Regions from separate parts of the Sus scrofa genome. Here regions 1 and 2 are each linked to region 3. A link is a contact called in public Hi-C and HiChIP or PLAC-seq data. All regions are on one chromosome and are shown on one strand. Each heading gives the region's core, a stretch centred on a gene start, on an enhancer-like site or on the middle of the called end of the contact. The rest is flanking DNA. Distances are from core to core; before and after follow the strand shown. Region 1 overlaps ANO10 (anoctamin-10). Region 2 overlaps ANO10 (anoctamin-10). Region 3 overlaps LOC110256580 (a long non-coding RNA gene).

Region 1 (4,409 bases), core at 265-2,764, 270 kb after region 3:
AAAAAGAACGGTGCAGAGGAGACTTGTGCTTTTCACTTTATTATATTATTTGGACCTTGTGATATTGTCCTCCCATCCCCATATGCATGCATTACTTCTCTAAAGAAAACAAAACAATAGATTGTCTTAGTCCAGAGCAGGGTCAGCAAACTTCTCAGAGGCCCAAACAGTAAATATTTTAAGCGTTATTGCTGTGTCTCTGTCCTGACTATGGAACTCTGCCATTCCCTGTAGCGTGAAAGGGCAGCTGTGTGCTAACATCACTTCATTAACTTCATCAAAAGCAGCAGGAGGCTTTTGTCCTTTGGCTGGGGTGTGCTATCCTTTGGTACAGAGTGTGTACAAAGACTAGAAACTCAAATTATTAACCAATTAATTCATACAAATATTTGTTCAAAAAATGAGAAAGCTGGAGTTATTGTCGTGGTTCAGCAGAAACGAATCTGACTAGTATCCATGAGGATGCCAGTTGGATCCCTGGCCTTGCTGAGTGGGTTAAGGATCCGGCGTTGCTATGAACTGTGGTATAGGTCGCAGATGTGGCTTGGATCCAGTGCTGCTGTGGCTGTTGCTCAGGCCAGTAGCTCGACCCCTAGCCTGGAACCTACATACGACTCAGGTGCAGCCCTTAAAAAAAAAAAAAAAAAAAAAAAAAAAAGACAAAACCTCACAAAGTTTGCCTCAGTCTTAATTACACAATGAATGGGAATCTTCTCTGAAGGCTTCTCACAGCATCTTCTGGCCGTAACTCTGGTGAGTCACTGCTGGGTCCTGAGGGATACAGCTGAGGCAGGGCAGTGCCTGGGAGACCAGCACATCGTGCTCCTGACCAGGGTCTGCACCTGGCACACAGAGGATGCACACACAGGGATGATAGGGAGCCATCATCATCACAAAGAGCCTGGTCCTCTGGCCTGTGCACACGGGCTCTTTCCCAAGATCAGTCAAGCAAATGAGGAGTTGGACTTAAAAGTTTCATGGAAAGCTGAAATCTAAAAGAGGTATAAGGAGTTCTCTTGTGGCACAGCGGGTTAAGGATCTGGCATTGTTACTGCTGAGGCTCAGGTTGCTACCGTGGCATAGGTTAGATCTTTGGCCTGGGAATTTCCACATGCTGTGGGTGCTGCCAAAAAAAAAAAAAAAAAAAGAAAGAAAAGAAAAAAGGAAAAAGAAATGTATAGAGGAAAAAGCAATAGGAAAATAAATGTTATGAGAACCATCGAAACAATGAGAGAGATAAGAATACCTGATTACTACAAAAGCATGAAAAGTGTTTTCTTCCTCTTCCTCTCACCAATTAATGACACAGTGATTTGAAAAAAAAAATGCCAATCAGACTACATGAATAGCAGAAAATCATTTAAAAGGTTAAAGAATTAAGTTGAATGCCACATAGCCCTTTCCTTTTAAAATACAATCTCCATTGTAGGGGAGTTGCTAACAGAAGAGGCTCCTCACAGTTTGTGGACACTGAGTGATGAGGTTGTCATTTGTCACTGGTGTGAGAAAGCTGGCTTTCAAGGCTTTGGCAATGCCTGTGTCATCAGAGAACACATCTCATCCAGTGTTAAAGCTTGATGCCCTTACAATGATGAACTTTAAAGACACTCCCAGGTTCTCTCGGCTCTAAAATCTGTGCATTCCCCACTTGGCAGCAAGCTTGTAAAGCTTGCTACCCACCAGAAAGCTTGTAAAGCTTGTTCTCCTCCTGATCAGAAGCACATTTCACGCACAAAGCTGTTTCTAAGCCAGATTTGATGATTGTGAAAGGAAGTGCAATCTGTAGAGAGAGTTATGTTTTATTTGGAGTATGTTTTGTTTTTTCAACAATTATTTTGATCACTTGACAAGCAAAAAAATCAAGCAACATTTAATAAGTATGTGCCCAGAAATGTTCTCTAAGGCCTGTGAAGCAAAATGATATCCTGAGATTGCAGTTTCATTTCACTATATACTTACTTCATTTACTTTAATTGGACCCTCAAGTGAGACTTTAAATCACACTGGAGAAACACACATTTGTAACCTTTAAATCATGAGCCATGGTGACAAGCCAAGGTGCACTCCAGGGACCATAAGGGTGGTGGCTCTGCCACAGTGCAAGGACACAAAATCAGGCGGCTGGAATCACCTGCCTAATGCTTGGATTGCCAGCAACAGAGCTTATCCAGGAGTCCCGACACTTCAGCTGATCCCACCAGGCAAGGAGAGTGGGGCTTAGGAGACTGAGGCCGTCAGGATGTCTGACATGGCCAGGAAGAGCATTCTTTTCTACTGCTTAGGTATTATAATACACAGTATTAACAGCAGACATACTATATAGCCTTAAAATTAAGACCAGTAGAATAAGAAGAAGCTTTCCTTATTTTCAAGGCATATCACAGCACAAATTTAAAGTTTACAACATCAAGATTGCTCTGAATTATGGTCCCTAGGTCCATTCTCATAGAAAGAGGGACTTCTCAAGAGGTGAATCTCAAGAGGAGCAGCACTCAGAACGTGAGGGAGTTGTAGGGACTGCTGGAACACGCCATCCACATGCCCCAGCAGGACTGAAGGACTGATTCCCCCAGCCGCTCTCAGCTGAAGAGACCCGCCTTGTGGGTGGCCACCCCCTGCCCCTGAAGCAGCCCACACTCAATGGGCTAGTTCATGAGGAGCGAAGTCCAAAAGCCTGGCCACCTTGTCCTAACTTGGGACAACTCTGCGGGGCCAGCCTGAGGAATCAGCTGAGGTCTTTGATGAGACTGCAGTGCCACCCAGCTTCTTCCCCTGCTCATTCCTGCTTCTTTCTCTTTTTGGGTCTTGATTCTCAAGAGCTTCCCCTAATGAATGTCCTGCATACTAGTATCTGTCTCAGAGCTGGCTTACTGAGCAAACTGGTAGCAATGAGTCCAGGAGGCTCTATCCTTATTCCAGGGAACTGGAATTGCAAAATCACAAAAAGGTTTTGGAACTCCCATATGTGCAGCCAGAGCAAGTGAAAGAAAGAAAGCTTTCTGCTGTTGGTGGTTTTCTCTCCCAACTGTATAAGGCAGTTTGGCCACTGGGTAAACTTCTAAGATTTGGTATGAAATTATTTTTCCTACTCTGAAAGTAAAATCTACCCTCAAACGCTAAAGATTTGTTACTAATGAAATGGGCTGCAGGGCAATTCTAAAACAGGTTTCCCTATCACTCTCTAGGCTTGAAAATGTATTCACCTTTAAAAAAAAAAACAGCTTTATTGACATATCATTCTCCCAGTTAAAGCACACAATTCAAAGGTTTTTAGTACATACACATAGAAGTGTGCAAAGACCACCACAATCAATTTTAGAACATTCTCCTTACACCTCCAAAAAGATGGTGTTCTACCTTAGCCATCATCGCTTAACAACCCTCCATCTCCCTGAGCTCTCAGCAGTCGTCTACTTTCTGATTTGCCTACTCTGGACATTTTATATAAATGGAATCTTAAAATATGTGGTCTTTTGTGATTGGTTTTTCACTTAGCATAACGCTTTCAAGTTTCATCAACACTGTATAGCATATATTAGTGGTTCATTTCTTTTCACTGTCTAATAATACTCAATTGTATAGATTAATCACATTTTACTTATCCATTTGTCAGTTGATGGACATCTGGGTTGTTTCCATTTGGGGGCTATTCTAAAAAATACTGCTGTGAACATTTATGTGCAAATGTTTGTGTGGACATGTTTTCATTTCTATTGGGCATGTACACAGGAGTGGAATTGCCACACTGAAAAAGAGTGGCAGGGGAAAAGCAGGTGATATGGGGTTCTGGAAGGCAAATCAAAGGCGTTTTTAGGAGAGAGGAGGCAAGTCAGATGACTGTGTGTTAGCAGCCCGCTGGGCACTAGGGACCTTGAGAAGTGGCATTTTGGTGTAGTGATGGTTCAGGAGAAAATGAAAAAGAATTGGACACAATGATCATGGATAACTTTTTTAGAAGAGTTTTCTTTAAAGAAAAATGGAGAAAAAATTGGAGGGATGCGAGGTCAAGATGGGAGAAATAATGGCAGGTTTGTGCACTGGTGGGAATGATCCCATAGAGAAGGAATGAGATAGTGTAGGCGAGAGAGGGGGACTGCTGGGCACATGCTGGAGAGATGTGAGAATGGGGTCCACTGTGGAGGTGTCCGCAGTGGGGCACAGATAGTTTCCCTGCGGTTTGACCAGGAGAGGTGGTCAAACACATGGACACAGGTACAACTAATACAGGTGATGCGAGTTTTCCTCTGATGGTTCTAATTTCTCAGCAGAGTGAGAAGCAAGGTCATCAGCAGAGAGTGCTAAGGGGAAGGAGGTATTAGAGGATTGAGAAAAATAACGGGCCAAGAAAACACGCATGACAGCCAGACAGCATGGAGGGCCACTGAGGTCAGTGATTGGGAATTTAAACT
Region 2 (4,221 bases), core at 1,049-3,548, 290 kb after region 3:
TAAGATCAAAGCCATTACCACAAACCTACGACAACTTATTAAATGGTGAAATACTTAGGCTATTACCATGTAGGTCGACTAAGACAGGGACGTTTACTATTCAACATTGTTTTGGAGGCCCTAGCTACTGCACTAAGAGAAAATATAAATAAATGATGTATGTATTAGCAAAGAAGAGAAAACATAATCTGTATACAGAGTTTTAAGTATAAACTCAAGAAACAACAACCAATTATCACTGATAAGAGAGCCTGGTAGTTGTTGGAAACAGATTTTTCTTTAAGTTTTTCTTTATGCTAGTAAGGTATTCAGTACCACCCAGGTGTCATTTGTCCTTTTTCAGAGGGTTCTTAACAGCTTTGTGGCTGAAACCATGAGAAGCTCCAGTTGCCAAATTACGGTACCAGCAATAAGATTCAATTTGCCATGTGTTGACAAGGCAACTACTGCCTGGCATCCACCTGATGCCAGCCACTGTAAAAGGCAGTCATTTAAGAGGGGTTAAAATGTGAAAAAAAAAAATGTGCCCTTAGAATCAATGAAATGTGATGGTCTAACCCATTCAACTTTTCTCCTAAACTATAACTTTATAGGTATTGGTACCCAAACTACCCTCAAATGTAACTAACTTGGAGCTGGCATTTGTTCTCTTCTTCTTCTTCTTCTCATGGCCACACCTGAGGCATATGGAAGTTCCCAGGCTACAGGTCGAATCAGAGCTGCAGCTGCTGGGCTACACCACAGCCACGGCAACACCAGATTCTAGCCTTATCTGTGACCTACACAGCAGCTTGTTGGCAATGCCGGATGCTAAACCCACTGAGCGAGGCCAGGGATTGAACCTGCCTTCTCATGGACACTCATGTCAGGTTCTTAACCTGCTGAGCCACAACTCTGGGATTTGCTCTTTAAACTCTGAGCAGGCATAGGCATGCACACATACACATGCCCCTGTTACAGAAATTATCCCAGTAAGTATCTTAGCTTTATCAGTGTGTGTATTCTGACTTGGCTTAGCATAATCCATGAAGGTTTTGAAAGGCTGAATAAGCTTCCAGCTTACAGGTCAACCTAGGATAGTGGCCAAGAACAAGTAAAAGGTGAACTATGCCTAAAAGGTTTATGGGGAGTGGGGAGAGTGGGAGGGTGTGCTATAACAAACTGAATCAACTCAAATTTCTCAGTAGTCAGTCTATACACTGGGGTAGGAGGTACAAAATTTTATAAATTACAAACATTGTTTAAAAAAGTGAACAAAGTCTTATACTATTAAGGCCATCCTGAGAGATGAACTGTGGCTTTGGTAGAAAAACTAGAAGCAGTCCCAGCGCAGGACCCTGGTTCAGCCTCACCAGGCCTGCAATCCCAGCTGCTGTGTGGTTTACGGCACAAACCGTAGTCCTGCTCCTGTCAGATGAGTGGGGAACCTGGGGTGAAGGAGGGAGTGTAACAACTTAGGATGAGTCCTATCATAAGGGTGCAAAACGTGTTTTAAAATCACTGGGCCGTTTTGTGCTTCCTTCTTCTAACACGGTGGAAATGCGCAACAGAATCGAATCTACTGCTTTTACAGGTCAGATTACTTGATTTGAGTTGTCTGATACTCAGAAGATTCTGCTTGTTAGGCTGCAAGGATGCTCTGCCAAGCTTTTGACAGGTCTGAGCTGGATAGATGAGGCCTGCCAATTAAGCTTAAATGTTACCTCATTTTGTGTTGGGGTTCGTAGTTTAGGGACTCCAATGAGTTTATTGAATAGTAATCAAAATGCAAATAAAATGTACTAGGTTTACAAATAAAATAAGCTTTATAAGTTGAGTGCAATTAACACTTTTTTATATTAACAGGTTTTAGTAACTTGAATGGTAAAACAGGTATTTTGAGTAATCCTTTGCTTGCACGAAGCCAATGAAACACAAACACAACTTCACTGATGGAAAGAGAAAGAACCTGAGGAGTTGAAAAGGATCTGAGAAATCATGAGAAGAAAGCTCCTCAGATGGCACAGAACAGGGAGGAAAGGCTGAAAGAGGCCATAACACAACACCTAAGACCGAGATTCCCACACTGACGAGGAAGACAGTTGTATTATTCACCGTCCAATTATCTGCTGCATGACCAAATCTGCCTGGGGGTCGGTGGAAGGAAGGTGGGGGGAGATGATAGTGAGTGTTACGGGGAGGTTGGAGGAAAAGGGCCAGGATCCCCGCCAAAGAGCCAGCACAAGGTCCTCGCTCAGATGACTACCCATATCCCATCCTGCGACATGGAGCACCAGGAGGACAACACCACCAGTGTAGACAGCGGTTTCCAACTGATGATCTCCCCCTTTCGCCTTGAAAGCAGACTGAAGAGCATTAGCATTATGCATGCGGAAACCATTGAGCGGTTTTTTCTACTGCCAATAAAACCAAAGGGTTAAATGTTACAGGATTCAGAAATCAGAACAATATGGGCTCCCTCTAGTGGTTTAAAACATCTCTCCTCAGATAGTTAAGAGAAAATTTCTACCAAAATAAATTTGGTTGTTATTTTTATTTTATTGCCTAGTCCTTTTCCTCTTGGGAAATCCAAATCCTACAAAAAGTTTACTGCAAATAGTCCTCCCAGTAGAAGAGGAGAGGGGAGTAGGCCCAGAGACCAAATGTGATGGCCCCTAAGTCACAGAGCAAGTCTACCTGCCCTTCACAATCCATCAGAAGCTTTAGGAGCAATGAATGAAGGGGTAGGCACAGACAGAGCTAAGCTGAGTGACGGGGGCAGGGGTGGGGTGGGGAGGAGACCAGAGAAAGAGGCTTGTATTAGGCAAAGGGAAGAGAGCTGCACCGTGACATAAAAACATTAATTTTCTCAAGTGGCTATAGAAATCATCTCTGAGGAAATGAAAAAGGATTCGTTCCTAACGGGTTATAGGCCAATCCCAGCCTCACTCTGCAGGCTGCTATGGCTGCTCTGACAATTGGGTTTGTTTGAATTCTCCAGTGCTGTCATATACAGAAAGCGCTCATCATGCACAGTCATGCCTCCCATTACAGACCGCACTCCAGTGAGGCAGTTTTACGGCTGAAGTAGGAGGATTTTTTTACAAAGCTGAAGTTTTAGCAGAACACTACGGCTGCCATTTGCACTGAAGCTTTGAGTCTTGTTAGATAATGAGGCAGTGAGGTGCTGGGGATCAACAGGCAAAGAAAGTCGACACAAACAAAAAAGCCAAAGAAAGAGGAACCAAGAAAAAAGCATGAAATACCTCTACTAAGAAATGTAAATAACAATTATGAAACAGATGGGCAATGTAATTGGTACCTAAGTGATTACAGGTGTGTCTGTGATGATATCTATTTTCTGCCACTGCTAAGGGAAGTATTGTTTTGTTTCTTTTTAAATCAGGTTAGTTCACCTAGTTCAGAGCAAAAGGTCTTTTTGGAAAATGATTCTTAAATCAGTTTCTCAAAAAACCACCAACTACTTCAAATTCTCTTTCAAAGAGGATGATAAAAATCTGAATGATCTTTTGAGTTCCTTAAGTGCAATGACAGTTTCTCTGATTTGCTTTAGTAAAACTAAGGTAGAATACCTGAAAACAAAAGCAGCTTTCCAGTACGTCTGGGACCATGTCACCATAAGTAAAATTTTGTGACTGGCAACTGGGTTTCTTAATACTGAATAAGGTTTATACTAAAAAGTTCCATTTAGGAGTTCCCACCAAGGCATAGTGGGTTAAAAATCCAACTGCAGCAGCTTGAATTGCTTGCAGAGGTGCTGGTTCAAACCCCGGCCCAATGCAGTGGGTTAAAGGATCCGGTATTGCTGCAGCTGCAGCTGGATTCTATGTGCTGCTAGTGCGACCATTAAAAAAAAAAAAAAAAAAAAGAATTAAAAGTGCCATTTATATGCTGCTAGTGCGACCATTAAAAAAAAATGAATTAGAAGTGCCATTTATAGTTGAAAATAAATACAGTTAAATCCAATGTGTCTGGTAATTTCTATAAAATGTTCAATACCGGGTCCCTGGTCAGAATAAAATTCTCTCTCACATCATTTTTTCTAGGAAAACTCAGAATTGAATTAAAACTGCCTTAATCACCAGAGTATTTTTCCCTGTTTAGCCTGAGGGCTGCCTACTGGCTGGATTCCCTCAACATTATGTCATCAGCTGACTGATTGAGGAACAAGTGTCTTTCCTGCGACGTCGTCATCTCCAAGGGTTTACTCCTGTACCGGTG
Region 3 (4,199 bases), core at 671-3,170:
TTTAGAATCAGGGATCATAAAACTGAACAGAGTCCAGGAAACACGGATGGACTCTTGCTACAGCAAAACCCTTCTCCCACAAAAGAAGGGGGCTACACAGACATGTGCTGGATTAGAACCCAAACATCCACAGTAATTGGGCCTCAGTGCTTCCTTCTCTCCTTTTTTTTTTTTTAATTTACTTTTTAGGGCCACGCTTGGGGCATATGGAGGTTCCCAGGCCAGGGGTCTAATTGGAGCTGTGATCACCGGCCTACACCACAGCCACAGCAACGCCAGATCTGTCTCCTTTTTTTGCTTATTTGCATTTTCCAGTTTTTCTCCAATGAACATGTAATGTTTATATAATGAAAATATTTTTAAAATTTAGTAAGATAAGGGGGAAAAGGACAAATAAAGGCATTTTACATGTAGCACAACCTAGTGTCAGAGGATGGTAACAGATGTTCCCCAAGAAGAGGTCTCGTGATGAAATAAGTTGGGAAACAATGAGTTAAGCAAAGCTATTTGGATTTTTCTCCCTGCAGTACCTCTCAGAGCCTTTAAGATGCTGGCAGGTAGTGTGACCTTTAAGAAGGGGCTGTTTCTAGCAATTTTACCAACAGTAACCGATCTCTGAAGCCCTCTTGTGAAGAGTATCTCTGTTCACTGAGTGTCTGTGGGACACATTTTGGAAAATTGCTCCCCCAAGCACTGCCTGCGAGCAGAATTGGAGAAACAATCCCAATCCCATTAGGCTGCATCCTCGTGAGATCTGCACAGCTGAATGATGGGGATGCCTTTTTAGAAGAAGAAACCTGAGACTGCGTCGGGCTTTCAGACCAGGGGCGCCGCTGCAGTCTCACTGGTTGATTAAGAACTGTGGTCAGGCCCATGACAGATTTTATTATCAATTAAGGGACCTGGAAAGTAAGAAAAACATCCTGAAGCATCTAGTTGGTAGGACACTGGGCGTTTGGTTCAGCAAAGACTGTAGGCCATGACTAAACAGAAGGCATCACCCCTTAATTCCAAGGGCATAAAATATCCCTGCAAATGAAATGGTCCAAAGGAGAATAAAAGGAGCAATGGAGAGTGGGTGCAGCAGACAGATGGGAGGCTGCCCATATCTGCTGGGGCCTCAACATGACAAGGGCTGGCCCTCCATTTGCCAAGATCCGCATCTCTGCCTGGAACCTGCGAAGGCCGTCAGGCCCTAAGTGCCTAAGAATTGATGGCCAGCAGCCCGCAACCAACGAGGAACTCTCCTGCCTCTCCAGCAGGATGACTGAGGTGCTAAGTCCATACTGGCTTAGAGAATTCCCCGGTGGGCCGAATCTCCAGTTGCCCCTAGTGGCCTCTGGTTTGCTAACAAGCCTTTTATTAGCTGCCTTCCCTTCCCTGCCTCCCTTTGCCTAGGAAACTGGGTTAAGTCCTGCAGGAATTTCTCTCCTGGTAAGATTCCTAGTAAGAAGGCCTGTTTTCCTGGTTTCCATAATCCTCCAAGCCATTGCTCCACTCCAGGGAGTGAAGAGCAGTTCCCTCTGATTTCTGACAGAGGGCAGCATTTAGTTTTCTACCACCACCAGGAGATGTATTCCTAGGACTTGCAAATGACTCCAGCTCAAAATAAAGGAAAACAAATTGAAATGAGGATTTTAATCACTGCGAAGGGAATGAAAGGCTGTGTCAGCGTTTCCATGGTAAGTGCCGTCTTTCAGGGATTTATCATCCCAGCTGTAAAAATATGCTTTATGCTAGGATTTGGCAAGAGCAAGGCTTCAGTCACTGAAAAATCTATATATTATTAAAGATTCCACTTTCAATCCAGTTGGAAATGTGACTCTGTCCAAATGGCACAGAATGCCCCTCTGCCCCTCGGGGCTGCCAACAGAGCCACTGCATCCCTGGCCAATTCCACTGGGCACCAGCTTGGAGAAGTGGCAGAGGCACAGCCCCTGGCCCGGTTGCACTAAGGAAGACGCCTGGATCTCTGTGGAGGCAAAGTGGTCCTGGGCTGGGGATAGAGTCGGGTAGGGGGTGCTGTCTGTGCGGTTGCAGGTGGCTCTGAGGACTGGCACACCTTCTCCCTCTCTCACGCCCTGGGTCCCAGGGCCACTGAGGGGGGAGAGGGGCGAGGTGGGCGAGGGGTACCAGTACAACCACACAGGCTCCTCCCCCGCACCCCGGCTCATGATGCAGAGGCCCCGATGTCGTCACAAGGGGAAGAATCTTAGGCTGAATTGACCGGAAACCTTTGGCTCATTCTGATTTTAGCTCGCAGCCTGAGCTCCGGGCATGTGAAGGGAATGACAGTCATGTGATCAGCCAACAAGGAGGCAGTTTGGGTAACACAGGACCTGGTCTGAACCTTTGTGATATCACATTAAAGTCACGTCTGCTTGGGTTCAAACAGGACCAGATTTACAGAAACTTTGGTGTGCTCTTTGTTTGAAACAGGGTGGTGGGCGTGGAAGGGGAGCACTTTACAATAAAGAAAAAAGTTAAGAGCAGAAATAGCAACTTTTTATAATCTGAAATAAATCTTTAGTAGGTGCCAGTCCGTGTGCTTATCACGTCTTAGGTATTAGCAGTTGCATCTTTCCCTGACACAGTGGTGGGTATGTTACTTCCATTGAAAAGGTGAACAAATCGACAGTCCCAGGTTGAGGAACTCGCCCTCAGGGAGGGCTCATGCAGAGCAGGTGGCAGAGTGCACCCGCGTTCTGGACTCCAGTAGGGTCTGAACTCCCCTCCGTCGACACAGTTCAGGAGCAGCGCTTTGGGATCCCATCAGCCCTTCTCCTCCTGCCAGCGGGCAGCCTGGCACAGTCCTCGTCTGTATAGCAGCCCCGCTCATTTCTCCGGCTGGGACAGATGACTGCTGCAGAGGGCAGACCTCGGAGCAACGGCTAAGCTTAAAGGGGCAGACTGGCTACCAGGCACAGTCGGCAGGGCTAGGTATGTGTTCTCTATGTCATCTCATTCACCACCACTCCAGCAACTGCCCCAGGCAGGTACTTGTGTTGTCTCCATTTTATAAAGAACACCAGGAACAGAGAGAGCAAATCATTTCTCCAAGGTCACACGCAAGCCTGTAGGAGAAGATAAAAATGGGATACTAGCTCAGGCCGCTTGACTCTCAAGATGAAACCAGGGAATGCTGCCTGGGGGAGAGTGAGTTTCCCCAGGCTCAGAATGTCCAAGGAAGTTCTGCATATTCATTGGTTAGCCTAAGCGGCTGGGCTGGACAGGATTTCAAGCCAGCTGGTCCCACCCCTTGTCTCTCTGTCGACCAAGCTGATTCTGCAGGAAGCAGGAAGGCTGCCTCAGGATGACCCCCCTTCCTCTAGGGTCAGTGACAGACCTTGCGATGGATCCTCACATTTAGCAGGTCCTCACAGTGACTCAAGGAAAGACAGCCCCCCAAAGCTATAGAGCATTGCGTCCAGGCTCTGGGCAGGGCTGCTGCAGGCTGTCCTGTGCCCATGAGACAATCTGGATTATCTTCCCACTCTCTCAGTTTAGAGAGGGAAAGAGCTAACAAATAGCTTGCAGTGGGATGGACAGAATTAGTGGCTCTAACGTGCATTCAGAGGCAGAAAAACTGATTTCTGTTAGGGTGCCACCACAGGAAACTGGGTCTGTGCAAGCAACCGTACAAATTAGTGGCACCTCTGATGCTAAAGCTGCAATATCTTGGTTGTGCCAAGATGTTTTGCTTATGCGTTTCTGAGATGGTCTAAGATAGTTTTCCTCTGGCACTTAGCTATATTAGTTTACAGGGCAATTAATGGAATGAAAGCTCCCAGAGTCCAGGTCCTACACCGAGGGTAGTGGAAAGGGAGAGAGTATGGACAGGGGCTCTAACATGAACAAAAGAAGAGCATAAGTCAGGTGTGAAAGTGGAACTTCACCGTTGACTTTACAAAAACAAAGGGGTTTTAAGGGAATGTTATGAATAACTGTATGCCATCAAATTAGACAACAAAGATGAAATGAATAAATTCTCAGAAAGACACAAACTATACAGATGAACTCAAGAAATAATAGACATTATAAACAGACTCATAATAAGTAAAGATACTGAATTAGTCATTTTAAAATTTCCCTCAAAGAAAAGCCCTGGTCCGTATAGATTTACCGGTGAATTATACCAAACATTTAACCAAACAATGGTCTGCTGGACATGACACAAAAAGCACAATTCATAAAAGTGG

The links. Hi-C and Micro-C count contacts between places; a contact is called where the count stands out from the background. HiChIP or PLAC-seq counts read pairs in DNA pulled down with a chosen protein or histone mark.
Region 1: an H3K27ac HiChIP or PLAC-seq map of skeletal muscle shows a contact between it and region 3. The contact joins two enhancer-like sites. A contact is called at or near these places in 2 of 47 Hi-C or Micro-C datasets (blood and skeletal muscle) and 1 of 2 datasets of contacts at active chromatin or transcription factors (skeletal muscle).
Region 2: a Hi-C map of skeletal muscle shows a contact between it and region 3, with 8 times the contacts expected there. The contact joins two enhancer-like sites. A contact is called at or near these places in 1 of 5 promoter capture datasets (liver), 21 of 47 Hi-C or Micro-C datasets (adipocytes, alveolar macrophages, brain and 12 more) and 1 of 2 datasets of contacts at active chromatin or transcription factors (skeletal muscle).

The regions. Positions count from the first base shown.
Region 1 is chr13:26,815,562-26,819,970 of Sscrofa11.1, forward strand. All of the region lies in intron 11 of ANO10 (anoctamin-10), which reads right to left. Among named protein-coding and RNA genes, the nearest start is that of SNRK, 150 kb to the left of the region's middle. Within about 2 kb of position 1,515, at least 3 of the 83 cell types and tissues checked have an H3K27ac peak or open chromatin away from gene starts, as enhancers often do. A contact at or near this core is called in skeletal muscle, where this site is marked.
Region 2 is chr13:26,840,238-26,844,458 of Sscrofa11.1, forward strand. All of the region lies in intron 11 of ANO10 (anoctamin-10), which reads right to left. Among named protein-coding and RNA genes, the nearest start is that of ANO10, 160 kb to the right of the region's middle. Within about 2 kb of position 2,299, at least 1 of the 83 cell types and tissues checked has an H3K27ac peak or open chromatin away from gene starts, as enhancers often do.
Region 3 is chr13:26,549,186-26,553,384 of Sscrofa11.1, forward strand. It overlaps LOC110256580 (a long non-coding RNA gene), which reads right to left. Exons shown (of 2, transcript XR_002338245.1): 2 at 1,624-3,074. Among named protein-coding and RNA genes, the nearest start is that of POMGNT2, 48 kb to the left of the region's middle. Within about 2 kb of position 1,921, at least 28 of the 83 cell types and tissues checked have an H3K27ac peak or open chromatin away from gene starts, as enhancers often do. A contact at or near this core is called in skeletal muscle, where this site is marked.